3 separate regions of the Mus musculus genome follow, and regions 1 and 3 are each linked to region 2. A link is a contact called in public HiChIP or PLAC-seq and promoter capture Hi-C data. All regions are on one chromosome and are shown on one strand. The core of a region is the stretch at or near the end of the contact, and the rest is flanking DNA. Distances in the headings are between cores, read along the strand shown. Region 1 holds the start of Cacna2d3 (calcium channel, voltage-dependent, alpha2/delta subunit 3). Region 2 holds the start of Wnt5a (wingless-type MMTV integration site family, member 5A). Region 3 has its middle 17 kb from the start of Selenok.

The links. Promoter capture Hi-C pulls out the DNA fragments that hold promoters and counts their contacts. HiChIP or PLAC-seq counts read pairs in DNA pulled down with a chosen protein or histone mark.
Region 1: a contact with region 2 is called in an H3K4me3 HiChIP or PLAC-seq map of embryonic stem cells, with 29 times the contacts expected there. The contact joins the promoter of Cacna2d3 here to the promoter of Wnt5a in region 2. A contact is called at or near these places in 6 of 39 promoter capture datasets (cranial neural crest, embryonic stem cells, hippocampal neurons and 1 more), 23 of 484 Hi-C or Micro-C datasets (embryonic stem cells and stem cell-derived epiblast-like cells), 12 of 115 datasets of contacts at active chromatin or transcription factors (VIP interneurons, astrocytes, embryonic forebrain and 4 more) and 1 of 9 other capture datasets (embryonic stem cells).
Region 3: a contact with region 2 is called in a promoter capture Hi-C map of embryonic stem cells, with 6 times the contacts expected there. The contact joins the enhancer-like site here to the promoter of Wnt5a in region 2. A contact is called at or near these places in 8 of 39 promoter capture datasets (the 3T3-L1 cell line, cranial neural crest, embryonic stem cells and 5 more), 18 of 484 Hi-C or Micro-C datasets (adipose-derived mesenchymal stem cells, cerebellar granule neurons, cerebellum and 10 more), 8 of 115 datasets of contacts at active chromatin or transcription factors (craniofacial prominence, embryonic forebrain, embryonic hindbrain and 5 more) and 1 of 9 other capture datasets (embryonic stem cells).

Annotation. Positions count from the first base shown.
Region 1 is chr14:29,720,592-29,723,291 of GRCm38.p6, forward strand. Cacna2d3 (calcium channel, voltage-dependent, alpha2/delta subunit 3) reads right to left here and starts at 1,273. Exons shown (of 38, transcript NM_009785.1): 1 at 1,055-1,273; 2 at 281-362. The coding sequence starts at 1,176.
Region 2 is chr14:28,504,131-28,506,830 of GRCm38.p6, forward strand. It overlaps Wnt5a (wingless-type MMTV integration site family, member 5A), which reads left to right and starts at 1,343. Exons shown (of 5, transcript NM_009524.4): 1 at 1,343-1,984. The coding sequence starts at 1,979.
Region 3 is chr14:29,949,564-29,952,263 of GRCm38.p6, forward strand. No RefSeq gene overlaps it. Among named protein-coding and RNA genes, the nearest start is that of Selenok, 17 kb to the right of the region's middle. Within about 2 kb of position 1,433, at least 35 of the 459 cell types and tissues checked have an H3K27ac peak or open chromatin away from gene starts, as enhancers often do. A contact at or near this core is called in embryonic stem cells, where this site is marked.

The sequences.
Region 1 (2,700 bases), core at 23-2,522, 1.2 Mb after region 2:
CAACTGCGAGAAGAGCCATGCAAACACACTGTTTCCGAGCCCCAGCCAGGACAGTGCGAGTGAGTATCCTGCTTTTCTTTGTGTTTGGAATCAAGTGTCATCTAAAAATAACCGGTTGGTAGGGAGAAGTCACTGCACAGTACAATGCCAAGAACGGGAGATCAGAGACTACTCTGATAACTGATGCAGCTCTGGGCTCACGTTTGTTTGGAAAAACTAAATCTGCCTCCATTTTCTGTGCTAGAAAAATCATCGCTGTCTGTCACCACAGAAACCTTACCTTTTGCAGAAGCTGGGAGCCCGAGTACTTGGCAGCGATGGATTTTATCTCCCCACCAAAAGCGGAGGCCCACAGCTTCACTCTATGGGGAGAAAAGAGCAGAGGGAAGAAATGTAATACCAGTGTCACCGTCACACACGCGCACACACCGGGCTGTGGCTGAAAGAGCAGGGCGATAGAACATTAAAGGAAAAAGGAAAGAAAGATTAAAAAAAAAAAAAAAAAAAAAAACTCTCTCTTACAAACTACCCGCACCAAGATGTAGAGCGCAGCGCGGGATGGGGTCCGGGGTCACCGGAGTTCAGAAGGTGTAAAGCCTGGCTCTCTAAGAAGACCACGGGCTTTCATAGAAACAATTGCCTGGTTACTTAAACACCTAAAATGAGCATCACCTGGCAAATACTACTCTGAAGAAATCCACCCATCCCCACCCCCACCCCACTTCCCGGAAAAGTAGGATGGCAAGGTAGCAGAAAAGGGGACCATTAAACAGCCCGTGGAAGTTGCAGTCTGTAAACAGGCTCTAAACTTGGCGCTGTCACTTGAGGTGAACCTCTCCAGGTCTTACTCCCCAGCCCCAGGGAAAGGGCGAGAAGGTTCCACCCTAGTCTCCCGCCACTGGGTGCTGATGCTGAGAGGCAGGTGCAAGAGGCGAGGCCCGCACCCGCCGTGGGTCCTGCCCAGCCGCACCTGCAGGCGCCCAAACTTGGGCGCCCCGGGTCTCTCTCGGGCGCTAGCCGCCCCTCCCGGGGAGTCCCAACACCAGGCACTTACACGGAGAGCGGGATCTGCTGCTCGGAGCGCACCACGTCCCCCAGAGCGGCGTAGAGAAGCGCGGTGGCTAGGAGCGCCGAGGCCCCCCGGGACGCGCAGCACAGCGAGCCCGGCCCGGCCATCCTGGCGGCGGCGGCGGCGGCGGCGACTGGAGCGGCCGCGGAGAGCTGCGCCGGGCGGGCGGTGGGCGAGCGCGCTGGGCTGCCTGCTCCGCCGCGCGCCGCCCCTCCTGCCTCTCGCGCGCCCGGCTCACTTGGGGAGCAGGGGGGGGGGGGAAGCAGCGGGGTACGGGGGGAGGGGAGGGGAGGGCGGAGAGGAGGCGGGAGGGAGCACTGGGGAGTAGGCAGGCGCGGGAGGAGGGAGCGAGACGCGCCTCTTGCCGCGGCAGCTGCCCAGCCCCGCCTCGGCGGCCCCGGGGAGTCCGGCGAGCCGCGGCGGGAGGGCGGGAGGCGCCTCGCGGGCGGAGACTCGCAAACTCAAGTGTCCTTGGCCGCCACGGCTCGTGCCTCGCCCGGTCCGGCCCACTGCGGCCGCTGAGTTCTTTACAACTCCGCAGTCCGCCGCCACGGGCGCGACTCTCGGGTGGCCCCGGGCGGTCCCCAGGCCCTGGCGACCGGAGCGGAATGGGGGTGGGCGGCTCGGGAGCGAGGCCGAGGACCCCGATGCTCCACACTTTGCCAGTAGTTGATCTGGTCAGGAGCCCCGGGGACTGGTCAGGGGCGTTGTGGTGGGGGGCTGCGGAGCCTAGAGGTGGTGCGACCCCCTCCCGATTCCCCTCACGGTTCCTTGGGAAGAGGCAGAAGTCTGGAAGAAGCCAGCGGGCGGCGGCAGCGGCAGTGGACCGGCTCGTATAGCGGCAGAACGGGCTGGGGATGGGACAAGGGGGTCGGGTTCTAGGGAGTGCACCGCGGCGTGGCCGCCCATCGCTGCTCCACCGCCGCGGCGACTGGAGGAAAGCGCGGAGGGTGGCGCTGCAGTCGCGGCGCGGGCACCCGGCGGCCGCACAGCTACCGCTGGCGTTCCGGACCACGGGCCGGGGTGCTTTCAAGCCTACTGAAGCTCGGGGTCCGGGGTCCGCACTGCTACACGGTGCACCCAGGGACCAGGATGCCCGGGCGGGAAAGGAAGCAAACGCAGCGGAAAGTCCAACCTGACCGGCAGACACCCTTAATTCTGCGGGGGGAGGAGGGGGGTTCAGATTGCTCCGAGCACGGAGGTTCCGCACACCAGCCCCCGCCCGGGAAGAGGCAGCTGAGCGCGGGCGAGGCTTCTGAATACCCACAGGGAAAGCCCCAGGATGTCTCTTTTGCCGCGGCCCCACCCTTAGAAAAACCTTGTCCCCCATCCTCGTTCAAGCTCTAGGGTGTGACTAGGAACTTTGTGGAGCCCTCGCGCGGGCTGACGGTAAAGACCCGAGTGAGGCTGAGTCATCCTCGCCTGGCGGAGCAAACTCGGGCGACCTGGGGCAGCCGTGCGCTCCTGACCTCGCCTAGTCTCCGAACGCGCCCCCGCCGCCTCGGTTCTCCTTATGTGCATGTATTTCCGCCTCTGGGATTTACAGGGGTTCTCCCCCCCCCCCACACCCACACCCTACCTAGTTCTTTGCACTCAATTGCAGAGAACTGAGTAAGGGTAGGGGTAGTATC
Region 2 (2,700 bases), core at 93-2,592:
CTCTGACACCAGGGACTTTGCAAGATGCACGAGCCCACTCTACCCTCCAAGCCCGGGCTTTAAGCCCAGGGCGCAAGGAGACATCCCAACCCAACCAGGATCCATGTCAGTGAGGTCCTTTCTGTAGAGGTGCCAGTAAATGCAGTTGGGGACAGTTGAGCCAAGGGGTCCGGATCGGAAAGTTGAGGTTCAGACCCCCAAACGGGTCGACGGCTTTGGAAGAAGCTGAGCCGATCAGGAGGCAGGCAGGCAACAGCAGTGAAATGAACCTCGTTATACAGATGCCTGGGGGATGGGGAGCCTTGAGGAGGGGGCCCAAGGGGGAGCGTACCCCGCCTCCAGGCACCCTGTCCCGTAGTACAGCTTTAAAATCCTGAGAAGTTTGTCATAGGACAGCCTCATCACGCATGCGCATAGGCAAAGTTGACTTTTTTTTTCTCTCCCCCCCCCACCCCCCTTTGCCTCTCCAGCCGTGTTTGGTTCTGCAACTTTAAAAATATTTTTTTTTCGCTGAGAACACCAAGGGAAAGAGGAGTCTGGAGAGAGGGAGGGCGAAAGTGAGGGAGCTGGTCAGGAGGGCCGGGGGTGGGGGGCACGCGGTCCCCTCGCTGGGCCAGTCAGTCTGTGGGGCACCGCATCGCTTGGAAAGTTGCTGCAGGCTCCGAGGCACCGCCTCCGCCGTCCGGAGTCCGGATTGTGCGGCCGCTGCATTGCCATCTCCTTCCGCGGCCTCCGCCGGGCCCCACGACCGCCCCTCGGACCCCGGCCGCGACCGAGGAGGTGGGCAGCCTCGGCCGCCATGGACCTCTGGAGTTGAGTCGCCACCGCGGAGCTCTGCGCCCTCCGTCCTCTCGCTCTGTTCTCTCTGGAAAGGCGGGGGGGTGGAAAGAAGAAGGTTAACCCGAAGAAAGGAAGAAAGAAAGAAGGGGACCAGAAGGGGGAAGCCAACGTTCCCCCACAGGCTAGCTGTCCATCAACCGCTCAAGCCACCAAGCGGCAGAAAGTTCAGGGCTGCCTTGAACCCATTTTCTTTGCGCCTGGTTTTTGCCAGACTCTAAAATGAAAGGACAAAATTTGGCGCTGACTCTTGCAGCTCTGATGGCGACTTGTGCGATTTCAGCGGCATCTCCCGGAGAAAAAACCATGCGTGCCTGATTGTTCTGTGGTCCCATAGCCGCCGCCGCTGCTGCTGCTCTGTGTGTGTGTGTGTGTGTCTGTGTGTGTGTGTGAGCGCGTGTCTCTGTGTCTGCGTGTGTGTGCGTTTGTGTGTGTGTATGTGTGTGTGTTTGGGTGTGTGTCTGTGTGTACACAGAGGTTCACTAGCTAACTCAGCTGCAGGAGCAGTCCCTGGAAGCAGACGTTTCGGCCACAGACCCAGAGAGGAGGAGCTGACAATCAGGAGGCGTGAGCCGCCTGGAGTCTGCAGAATTCGTGGTGTGAATGAACTGGGGGCATCTTGGGCACAGGGATTGCCCCCCCTCCTTCCCCGCCTCGGGCCACAGTTGAGTAGTGGGGCATTTTTTTTCACCTTCTTGTGAAGAATTTTTTTTATTATTTGTTGTAAAGTCTTTTGCACAATCACGCCCACATTTGGGGTTGGAAAGCCCTAATTACCGCCGTCGCTGATGGACGTTAGAGAGGGAGCGCCTCGCCGCGGAACAGTCGCCTGCGCGCCCTCGTCGGACCCGCGGCTCCTGCACTGTGTCCCCGCTCGGCCCTGCGCTTGCTGCTCGCCCGCGCGCGCCGGCGCCCTCTCGGTTCCTGGGCACATTTCCACGCTATACCAACTCCTCTGCCCGAGTCCGGGCGCCAGTGCTCGCTTCCGCTCCGGGTCGCTGCGCCCACCCGACGCGCCCAGGAGGACTCCGCAGCCCTGCTTTGGATTGTCCCCCAAGGCTTAACCCCGACGCTTCGCTTGAATTCCTCGGCCGCCTTCGCTCGGGTGGCGACTTCCTCTCCGTGCCCCCTCCCCCTCGCCATGAAGGTAAGTGTTCTGTGCGCACGGACGCTCCCTACTTTTTCCCCCCCTTTTCAAAGTTAACTGAACTCTTTCAATCTATCCCTATCCTCTCCATTTCTCTAACTGCCTGGAGAAAGCTAAACTCCAATATCGCCGGCAGGGACTCCTATCTTTTCGTCCCTTACCCTGGGGACACTGCCTCTGCGTCCTTGGAGACTTTTTGCACCGGCTATTCTTCAAACCTTTTCAACTATGGAGAAGAGCGAGGGCAGGAAAGACAGTTCGGGTCACAGGCGGCGCGCCTTTTTACCTCGAGAACTGGAGTGTAGTTTTACTACGTGTATTTCAGTGACTGGATAATGATTCGATTCATCAAGTATATATCAAACGCTCATTTCACCGGCACGCGGAGATTGTGTGGCTGAAGCTCTGAGGCCGGATGAGGACTGTGTTAGGAGAAACGGCTGCGAGACTAAGGAAACTAGGGGCCACCTACCCTAGAGCAACGCACACCCCACCCCCAACCTCCGATCAGGGCCCAGTTCCCGGCTCTCCAGGTCGAGTAACCCGAGCGTTCCCGGCCCCTGTGCCTTTAAGAGTGCCTGGCGGGGGGCCAGAGCGCACCCCGCGCGGGGAGCAGGGTCGCGTTATTAGCTTTATTAGCGGCCTCTGGGTGAGCTCAGGTCCTTTACTGCAGCATTGGGGGCGGGGAGTAGTGGTCCTAGTGGCTTTAATCCTGC
Region 3 (2,700 bases), core at 183-2,682, 1.4 Mb after region 2:
GCTGAGGGGATGGCAACCCTGTAGAAAGACCAACAGTGTCAACTAAGTGGACCCATGAGAACTCTCAGAGACTAAACTACTGTCTTAGTTAGGGTTTTACTGCTGTGAACAGACACCATGACCAAGGCAAGTCTTATAAAAACAACATTTAATTGGGGCTGGCTTACAGGTTCAGAGGTTCAGTCCATTATCATCAAGGTGGGAGCATGGCAGTATCCAGGCAGGCATGGCTCAGGAGGAGCTGAGAGTTCTATGTCTTCATCCAAAGGCTGCTAGTGGAAGACTGATTTCCAGGCAACTAGGGTGAGGATCTTATACCCACACCCACAGCGACACACCCATTCCAACCAGGTCACACCTATTCCAACAAGGCCACACCTTCAGATGGTGCCACTCCCTGGTCCAAGGATATACAAACCATCACATCTACTAACCAAAGAGCATACATGGGGGGGTCCATCACCCCAGGCACTTGTGTAGCAGAAGACTGCCTTGTCTGGCCTCAGTGGGAGAGGATGAGCCTAAACCTGTAGAGACCTAATGTTCCAGGGAAGGGATATACTGGGGGAGAAGGGGAGGGGCTGAGTGGGTGGTGGGTCAATGGATGGGGGAATACCCTCTCAGAGACAAAGGGGAGGGGGTGAAGAACTCTGGGAGGGGGACTGAGAAGAGGGGCAATATTTGGAATGCAAATAAGTAAATATTTTTAAAAAAAATCAAGTGATTCCATAGCAGATTTGTAAAGATGATCAAAATTCAGCAGGCATTCTTTCTGTGTTGGTTTCCTGGGAAGTTGTTGATGAGCACTGTATCCTACAACTTTTGATATTCTACTAAGGATTGATGGTATCCATTTCCTTTCAAATCAGGCCTTTTTCAGTCTCAGTCAGTGTTCAGCATCCAATCAGCCTGCAAGGCCTCCCTGCTGCAGGTGTTCTGCTGAGAACCCCGAAGCACAAATGCCTTGAAACTCTTCATAAGCCTGGCAAAGGCTTGCTTCCTTTCAGCAAGCGCTTTGAAAAGGAAAGCCTAGCTGAGAGCTTTGCTCTCAGGACTCACTCTGGATAACAGGAAGAAAAGAGGCAAGTGTAATGTTTGTTCCTCAGCCCGTGGAATCAGAATTCCACTTAAATAACCTGTAAAAGCTCCTGTGAGTGTGCCAAAGTAAAAATAGTCACAAAATCTTCCTGGTTTAGCCAGGGTTCTATTGCTGTGAAGGGACACCGTGACCATAGCAATTCTTACAAAGAAAGGCATTTAATTGGGGCTGGCTTACAGTTTCAGAGGTTTAGTTCATTATCCTCATGGTGGGAAACACGTACAGGCCAACTTGGTGCTGGAGAAGGAGCTGAGAGCTCTACATCCAGATCCCCAGGCAGCAGGAAGAGAAAAGCACAGGGCCTGCAGTGGCACACTTCCTCCCACAAGGCCAGACCCACCACGACGCACCTCCTAATCTAAGTAGTACCACTCCCTGATGACTAAGCATTCAAACCTCTGAGCTTAGAGGCTCCATTCTTATTTAAACCACCATACTTCCCATTTCTATAACTTAGCTAAAAGAGTCAGCTAGCTTATTTAAAAGCTATAGGAATGATGAGCTGATCTGCTTACGGCTGCTGTAACAGATGTCACACTAACCAGATGGATTATCAGAATTTCATTGTTTCACAGTCCCAAGGCTAGGTAGAGTCAAGGTTGAGGCAGAGTTGGTTCCCCAAGGAAAGAATCCATCCCAGGCTCTCCCCTTGGCCTATACCTGGCTGTTTATCACTGTGTTGCTTTGAACTGTCTTCCTCTACACATGTCTCTGTCCGAATCTCCTCTTTCATCGGGACAGTAATAACAGCGTTAAAACCTCACCCTAATGATTTTACCTTAATGACTTCTAACTTAGTAAAAATGTTGTCTCCGTATATGGTCACATTTCGAGATGGTGCAATAAGCACAGGTCTGAAACCCAGCTTCCTGGTGAAGTATCAAGGCTCTTGTGTCCCAAGGCAAAGGATCACACTGATAGATGAAGCCCCAGGATGGGGAGCTTTCCAGGGTTTCTCTGTAAACTGGCTTTTTTTCATATGTCAATCTTTTATGGTATTATCTATGTCTATATAAACACACAAACATGTACATATAATCTTATTTTTTAAAGAACTTCAATGCTGTGTTCATATGTCTGTCTTGGCATAGGCTTCTCCAGTCTCTCTACACTGGGACTTATAACTACAGCATATGAATTTATGGGGTTGGTGGCACACACCTCTAGTCCCAGAAACTCAGGAACAGAGGCAGGAGGATTGAGACTTAGAGACTTCTTGGACTACATCCTGAAACCCTGTCCCCACAAGTGAATAATTCATTCATTCATTTATGGGATTGGATACAATACAGCCATGACAAATAATTTTAAAACTGTTGCAGCCCCGGCTGGGGATAAAATGTCCTAACTCTGTGCCAGCGCTCGCTTTTGTCCCTCTTGTTATTGCAGTCTCTATTTGAGGAAGAACTGCTGTCTTGCCACGGTTTAGATTTGCATTTTCATTGTCACCAGTGATACTGAGAATAGTCCTGTGCTTATTGGCCACAGCCATCTGTGTAGCTTGTTCGTTTAAATTTGTTTATTAGTACAGGTGTTTTGTTGGCGGGTATGTCAATGCATCACTTGCATGCCATGCCCATGGAGGCCAGAAGAGGAGTTGG